Linked DNA regions of Triticum aestivum: region 1 is linked to region 2. The links are chromatin contacts, called in public Hi-C maps. All regions are on one chromosome and are shown on one strand. The core of a region is the stretch at or near the end of the contact, and the rest is flanking DNA. Distances in the headings are between cores, read along the strand shown.

The links. Hi-C and Micro-C count contacts between places; a contact is called where the count stands out from the background.
Region 1: a contact with region 2 is called in a Hi-C map of leaf, with 5 times the contacts expected there. The contact joins the enhancer-like site here to the promoter of LOC123166889 in region 2. A contact is called at or near these places in 2 of 5 Hi-C or Micro-C datasets (leaf and an unstated tissue).

The regions. Positions count from the first base shown.
Region 1 is chr7D:541,539,621-541,543,100 of IWGSC CS RefSeq v2.1, reverse strand. No RefSeq gene overlaps it. Among protein-coding and RNA genes, the nearest start is that of LOC123167943, 58 kb to the left of the region's middle. Within about 2 kb of position 2,105, at least 4 of the 8 cell types and tissues checked have an H3K27ac peak or open chromatin away from gene starts, as enhancers often do. A contact at or near this core is called in leaf, where this site is marked.
Region 2 is chr7D:541,325,563-541,328,917 of IWGSC CS RefSeq v2.1, reverse strand. It overlaps LOC123166889 (RING-H2 finger protein ATL43), which reads right to left and starts at 1,850. Exons shown (of 1, transcript XM_044584701.1): 1 at 1-1,850. The coding sequence starts at 1,364. The coding sequence ends at 159.

The DNA of each region.
Region 1 (3,480 bases), core at 856-3,355, 210 kb before region 2:
AAACAAGAATTGCGCGGAAGGTTCTAAAACCGGTCCGTACGGTCCATAGAAGATTCCCAAAATCATGTGAATGGGTCGGCCCACTAAGGAAGAATCCTTGAGGCGCGAGGCCATCTTCTCATAATAGGCGAGACATGGCCCTAGCTTGCTGCAAGGGTGATCAAGGAGAGTAAGGGAGAGAATAGATAGTTTGGGTGATTGTGTGATTTGAAAAATGCCACTCGAATTCTGGCGATTCCAAAAAATGCCATTGCAATTTTTAAACTTTGAAAAATGCCAGTGCAAATTTTGCAAACTTTGAAAAACGTCACTATAGACATTGAAAAATGCCCCTCGAAATGGCATTTTTCAAAGTTTGAAAATTGCAGTGGCGTTTCTCGAAATCGCCAGAAGTCAAGTGGTATTTATCAAATTAACCCTTTTTTTAAAGTGTGATCGAATTGAAAAACAGCCAAAGTGCCAGAATGGCAATCCCTATCTTCTGTATTGTAATTTCTTCAGCAGACGATCCAAGTTTGTTGAGTAACTGATAACTATGCAAAGTGCATCCAACCTAAAAAAACCAAAACAATCACTATGAATAGTACTCTCTTCCTCCTGGTTTACTAGCCCTCTTCATTTTTTTGTCAAACATTAATAGTGAATTTAACCAATGAAATATAAGTATTATGTATTAAAAATAACATCAGTCGAAACTTCTTTCAACTATGAAATATAAGTATTATGTATAACTTATATTTTGTATGTATAACTTCTTTCAAAGTTTGATCCAAAATACAAAGGGTCTTATAAACTTGGACGGACAAAGTGACCCTTCGATGAAACCAAAAATAATTTTAAGATCCTAAGAGTATGCGCTCTAAACCCGCATCAAACGCCCGGGCGGCCGGCCCGGTCATTGACGGGTCAAAAATATCTGACCCAGTTGAGCGCCTCAAACGAGTTTCAAACGCCCGGGCTGACCGGCACCCTTATATCCAGCCCAAATATGGGACGGATATCTGGGCGCCCGGCGCGTCCGTCGACCCTGCTGCAGGCCATAGCGGTCCGACTTGCAGCTATTGAAGCTCCGTCCTCTCTCATCGGTGCACCCAAATGTAGTCCCACGTTGCAGGGCGAGGCGGACGTCAACCGCTTCACTGTTGTTGTGTAGGTTGTCGTTGCATAAGCGAGATAACTTGTCACAAGACTGTATTTCATTAACTGATGATTGTTCGTCAAGTGTTAAGTTCGTCTCGTTCATGTACGTCGGTACCCCTACTACAGTGACAGTAATTTTTTTGTTTTGTTCATCAAATTTTTTTCGACATAGAAGATTCATAGTAACAGTCTATCTTCTTTACAAAGGATCCGATGATGTCAGAAGCTTATCGCTTCTGCACGACCCGGTTATTTAAGCCGGTCGACTTGCTCGTCACGTGATGAGATCAGACTAATACGGGTGTGAAAGCAATTTTCGGTGTGTTCATGGCCTAGCCGGTCAAAGACGGACGTGATGATCGTCATGCATGGTGCTGCATGTACTAGGTGTTCCGGAAATAGGGTATGTGGTTGCAAATGGTAAATTCTGAGGCCCGCTCGGTTACTGTCCGCAGGCGCGTCCACAGACGTTTGAGGGCCCAGATTTGCAACATGTGGCTGTAGATGCTCTAAAAGATGAATGTGTGTACATTTTTTTTTACGTACCTTAGATATCGCTTAACGGCTCATGCTGAAGATCACGGATGGAATTTGACCAATATGTTCTTTTGGCTCGTTTAGGACTCTTTTCCGTCTGAAAAAAGAACGAAGTAGGATTATCACGGTGCATCCCACTGTGAGACGGCTCGGTGACCACATCACGCTTCAATCCGGCCAGCTCTGAATCATTGAACGAAAATGATAGATAGATAGATGACACTGAACGATCAGTGTCGTAATGGCTAGCCTCTTATCTGAACACTGCAAGGTGATGTAACGCGCGCCTCTCTCTATGCTCAATAGTGGGATCAATCAACTCAAGAATCTGGCCTATCAATCAAATAGTGTACCACACAGAGACGGTCTTCGAAGGAACAGTGGGGTTCATGATTCGTGCTATAGGTACCTCAGTCAACACGCCCACTTCTGAACGCCGTCGTCGGTGGTCCTCCTCCTCCGAGTCACCGTCATTCGCACCCCTCAACCATCACATCGCCAGATCGGTCGAAGTTAAGCCAAACATGCATCTCCAAACGGCTGGTCGTTGGACGGAGCAACGCACATAAATGACAATGATATGATGTGACGATTCCATCGGTGAATGAATAAATATGATCTACCCGAACAGAATCAGATGACCTGTTTTGTTCTGAAACTCCACCTGAATGAAGGGTGCGAAAGTGCACTGCCTTCGTAATAGCTATGCATGTGGATTAACCACGTACTACTCCAAAACAACGGCAACTGGCAAGCCAAGTTGCAATTGCTTTTTTTAAAAGAAAAAACAAGGGTACATAGAAACACATTGCACAGGCTTCCAGCGGCGATTGATTGCTCGTCACGAGAACCATGTCGGCACTAGTACAGGTGCACAACACCTCTCTGGCAGCGAGCCCAGAGTTCCCTGTCTACTGAAAATAAAAAGTGGCCCTGCTTCGTGCAGAGCATACAAAAAGTACGACACATGCAGTGGTAGCAGGTAGCCTCTGCGTACTCCCGATGCCGTATCGATCGGCCATCATCAAGGCTTTGTCACGAGGAGAGCAGCTGTGGCGGAATGATGACGGACCTCCCGCACGGCACGAACCTCCTTTTTTCTGAGAAAGAAAGAAACTTGTACAGTAGAATGATGAGCAGACTCCTTGTCATCCATCACGGACGGGGATCATCGCAGCGTCGCGGATGCGCGCAAGATCGCCACCGCGCAACACGTACGCGTGCTAGGTGCAGCGCTTGCGCTGCAGTACGTGCGGGCTCGTGACTCCGGGCCAGCGCCGCCTAGTCGAGCCAAACGTGGAGACGCGCCTGGACGACTGCTACACGCCCACACCCACACCCACAGGCACAGCGGAGAGGCGAGGGCCCCGAGCTGAGCTCAGCGAGCTGATCACAGCATGTCGCCGTGTCAGGTACTCACGGCGAGGCGGGCAAGCGTCCACTAGCTCAGCTCTCTTTTTTTTCTTGAAAAAGAGAGCACCCTGTTCGATTTCATTCAAGGGAAATCACAGCGTTTTGATTACAGCTAAGGAAAACAACAGAAAACTAAGGGCCTGTTCGGCAGCCCTCTACTCCTCTCTTCTCAACTCGCTGCTCCACGTAGACGCAGAGCGTCAGTTCGGCCACTCCGAGAAAATGGCCTGCTGGCGGCTCTGCTCCGCTTCGAGGAAAGCGTGAAGCTGACGTGTTCGGTGCCACACTGGCCGCTCCAGGAGCGGTGTTGCGGAGCCGAGGGCTGCCGAACAGGCTCTAAAAACAGCCACGATGCATGACCACTGTGAGAAGAAGGAGCCATCCCTCCCC
Region 2 (3,355 bases), core at 601-3,100:
GGTAGGGGTAGGGACGGGAGTGGCAATAATTACTGCGATGCCCATCACGTGAACCCACTGGAGTGCTTCACTGCTCCGTAATAACGTGGCCATGTGAGGGGCAGTCTCGCCAGGGAAAGAAAATGCGGATGCCTTTCTGGGGGCCCGGCAACAGCGGCCTAGGTGCTAGGGCCGTTAACGCCGGGCGGGCCCCGGGCCCACCAGCTCGAGCCCGGCCACCGACGCGCGCTCCCGGCCCGCGCTTCCGCGCCGGCGCGGATCGGAGGAAGGCGGCTCACGCCGGCGATCTCCGAGAGGCAGCGCCCGCTGATCTCGGCCCTGCCGCGGTTGCCGGAGTTGACGGCGGCCGAGCAGGAGTACCGCCCGGTCTCGGTCACCAGCATCTCCGACCGCACGAACATCAGATCGGCCGGCCGGAGGTCGCTCCACCGCTGCTTCGCTGCCGGGGCCGTCTCGTCGTCGCAGCCGCACGCGGTGCTCACCAGGATGCGGTGCCCGAACCGCCGGTCGAACGCCACGGGATCGGGCTCCGCCACCGCGGCTGCCGGCTCCACCATCAGCACCCGGTCCTTCCTCACCTTCGCGACGTCGAAGCAGCCCACCGTAGCCGCGCCACCATCGCCTCCTCCCACCTCCAGATCGGCTGACCGCCGTGACGTAGGGCCAACCCGCCCAGGCGCTCGCACTGACCCCGTCGAGTGCCGGCCGGCGATCCTTCGCCACGCCGGCGAGGGAGCAGGCGCAGGAGCCAAAGCTGCGTCCTTGCTCTTGTCCTTGACCGTAGCAACGGCAGCGGCAGCGGCAGCAGCTTTCTGCTCCGGCGGTTCGGGAGGTCCCGTCGTGGACGGCTTGGGCGGCTCGGGCAGGAGCAGCACGTCCTCCGGGTCGACGCGGGAGCGGCAGAGCGGGCACGTGGAGTGCGCGTCCAGCCACGTATCCACGCACTCGACGTGGAACCCGTGCCGGCATTTGGGCAGCAGCCGCAGCGCCTCCGTGGGCTCGAAGCGGCCGAGGCAGACGGCGCACTCGAGCCCGGCCTTCTGCCCGCGCAGCGCCCCGAAGCGGAACACCGGGAGCGACTCCACCACCGCGCGTTCCACGCCGGAGTTCCTCCGCTCACCCGCCGCCCCGCCACCGGAACCACCACCGCTGCCGTACGGGCCCGACGACTCCGCGGCGCTCCGCTTGCAGTGCTTGGCGTAGAGCAGCAGGAGGAAGGTGATGGAGAAGACGCTGGTCAGTATCCCCACGACCACCGCCACGCCCGGCTTGAACGGCGCGGCTGACGACGTGGACGGCGACGTCAGCGGCGACATGATCGCGCCGTCGTAGTCGGAGAGCAGAAGCCGCCGCGACGGCTCCATTGCCGCCACCACCACCACCACCCTCGCTGAAGCTGCGCAGAACGAGGAGATAAACAATGGCGCCGCTCCGCTGCGGCCACCACGCAGCGAGAGTGTGATCGATTTGTAAACACGCGGTAGGGGTAATAATAGCGGCGGAGACTAGAGCTCTAGTGGTAGCGGCGTCCGGCGTGCAATGGCAGCAGCCAGAGCCACTCCTACTACTAGTGGGGGCGGTGAGCGTATCTCGCGCCGGTGGGGCCGGGTGTCCAGTGAGTCATCCGGGTGCGCTGCTCCGCCGGTGAGCGTAACAGAGGCTACCCCCCTGCTGCGGCTTGTCGCGGAGCGAGCTACGCTAGAGGTAGAGCCAGAGGGAGTGGCGCTACGCTACGGCCACTGCCGCACTGACAGTTCAGTTGTGGCGGGGTGGGCCCGCACGTCAGCAGATGAATGGAGTACGTAGGCTGTGCTGTGGCGGGTTTGTTTACTCCGAGAGGGAAAACGAAATGGGGAGCAGCATGGGCTGGGGCGCAGCGACCCCTGTTTCGAGCGAGTAATGCTTATTTAAGAATCAAAGCGGGCGAGATTACTGTTCTGTCCGCGATTTAAGAGCGTCTTAATCGTACATGCCAGGGGCAGTACCGTAAACCCCTCTCGTCGTCTCCGATCGGTGGCCGTGCGCGCGGAGCGAGGGAATGAATGCCCGTGCAGGGAAAAAGGATGGGCCGCGCAGACGCGCACGCGGGCCGATTCACCGCCTCGGTCACTGACACCCCTGCCTTGATGCGCGGTGGGCCCCGCACGTCAGACCATTACGTGCAACGATCGTGGGGTTTGGCAGCGGCGCGGGAGAGATAGAGGGCGGGTTCTGGCGTTATCAAAGTTCGGGGCACGTGAGGCCTGCTCTGCTCTGCCCGACGGGCGAGATTTTGAATGTTTGCTAGGGAAAAATTTAGTTTAATTTCATGGGCGCCCCGTGCGGGCTACGAGGATCTCAGAGGCTGGACCATGTACCTATCGCCCCAGAGATTGCCCTGCGCGGCTTAATTTAGCTCGTCGGGTACGCAGGTGCGTCGTCACCTCATATAATCGTAATAAATCGACCGATTCGTGGTGGACGTTACGTGATCTGGCGGTACGATTTTTGAAAAGCGCATTTGAAAACCGCCGGGTACGTGAGGGGGCAGTACGGGGCGCTCTGCCACTGCTGGTGATATCGCCCGCGTCGGAAGAGCACTGTGCGGATCTGGATGCACAGCCACTGTGCAAGTACGCTCCTCATGATAGCCCACCATCACCATGCCAATTTGCTCACGAGTTACTACTACGAACGTACATACACGGGCCACCTCAAGCTCGATCGTCTTCTATTTACCTCAGTAAGAAGATGATGCATCTCAACGAAACCAGAGGGAAGTGATATAGGAGTTATTACGTTACATGCATGTTCAGCAATAGTTTAGCCGCTGTTGGGGCGCTGTTGCGCGACAATTTGCAGGCTGGTTTGAAGCGGCGATCGTTGGACACGTACGAAACCCGTGCGATATCGCACTGCAGGCCGCAGCGCCGGGGTTTGAGCCAGCGCGGCGGTGCAGTACGCGCCCTGCACGGCGGGAACGACATAAGTCTGTTCTCTTCTAACGTGACCAGGCGCGGGAAGGGAACCAAATGAGTGGCCCGGCTGACTGGCTCGGCTGCCGGCCGCGACAGGGCTCGGCGCGGCAGCATCTGGGAGCTCCGATCGGGTGGCGCCGGAGGCCGGAGCAGTGCGGTGGGTGACGCATGCACAGTGGCGCGGCTTGTCGGCAGGTGTCTCCAAATCGACCGAATGCATGGATGCATGCGGCATGCACGCGTGAGAGGCAATGTGACACGACACGAGCGCAAGCTGGTTTAGATCGTTCACTGTTAGGCCTGACAGCCCGCTCGGGACTTCTCGTGGACGCTAGTGGAACGGAAGCTATCACATCAATGGAGGCTGACAAGAAATAGCCGTGGCATCAAGTGTGCAC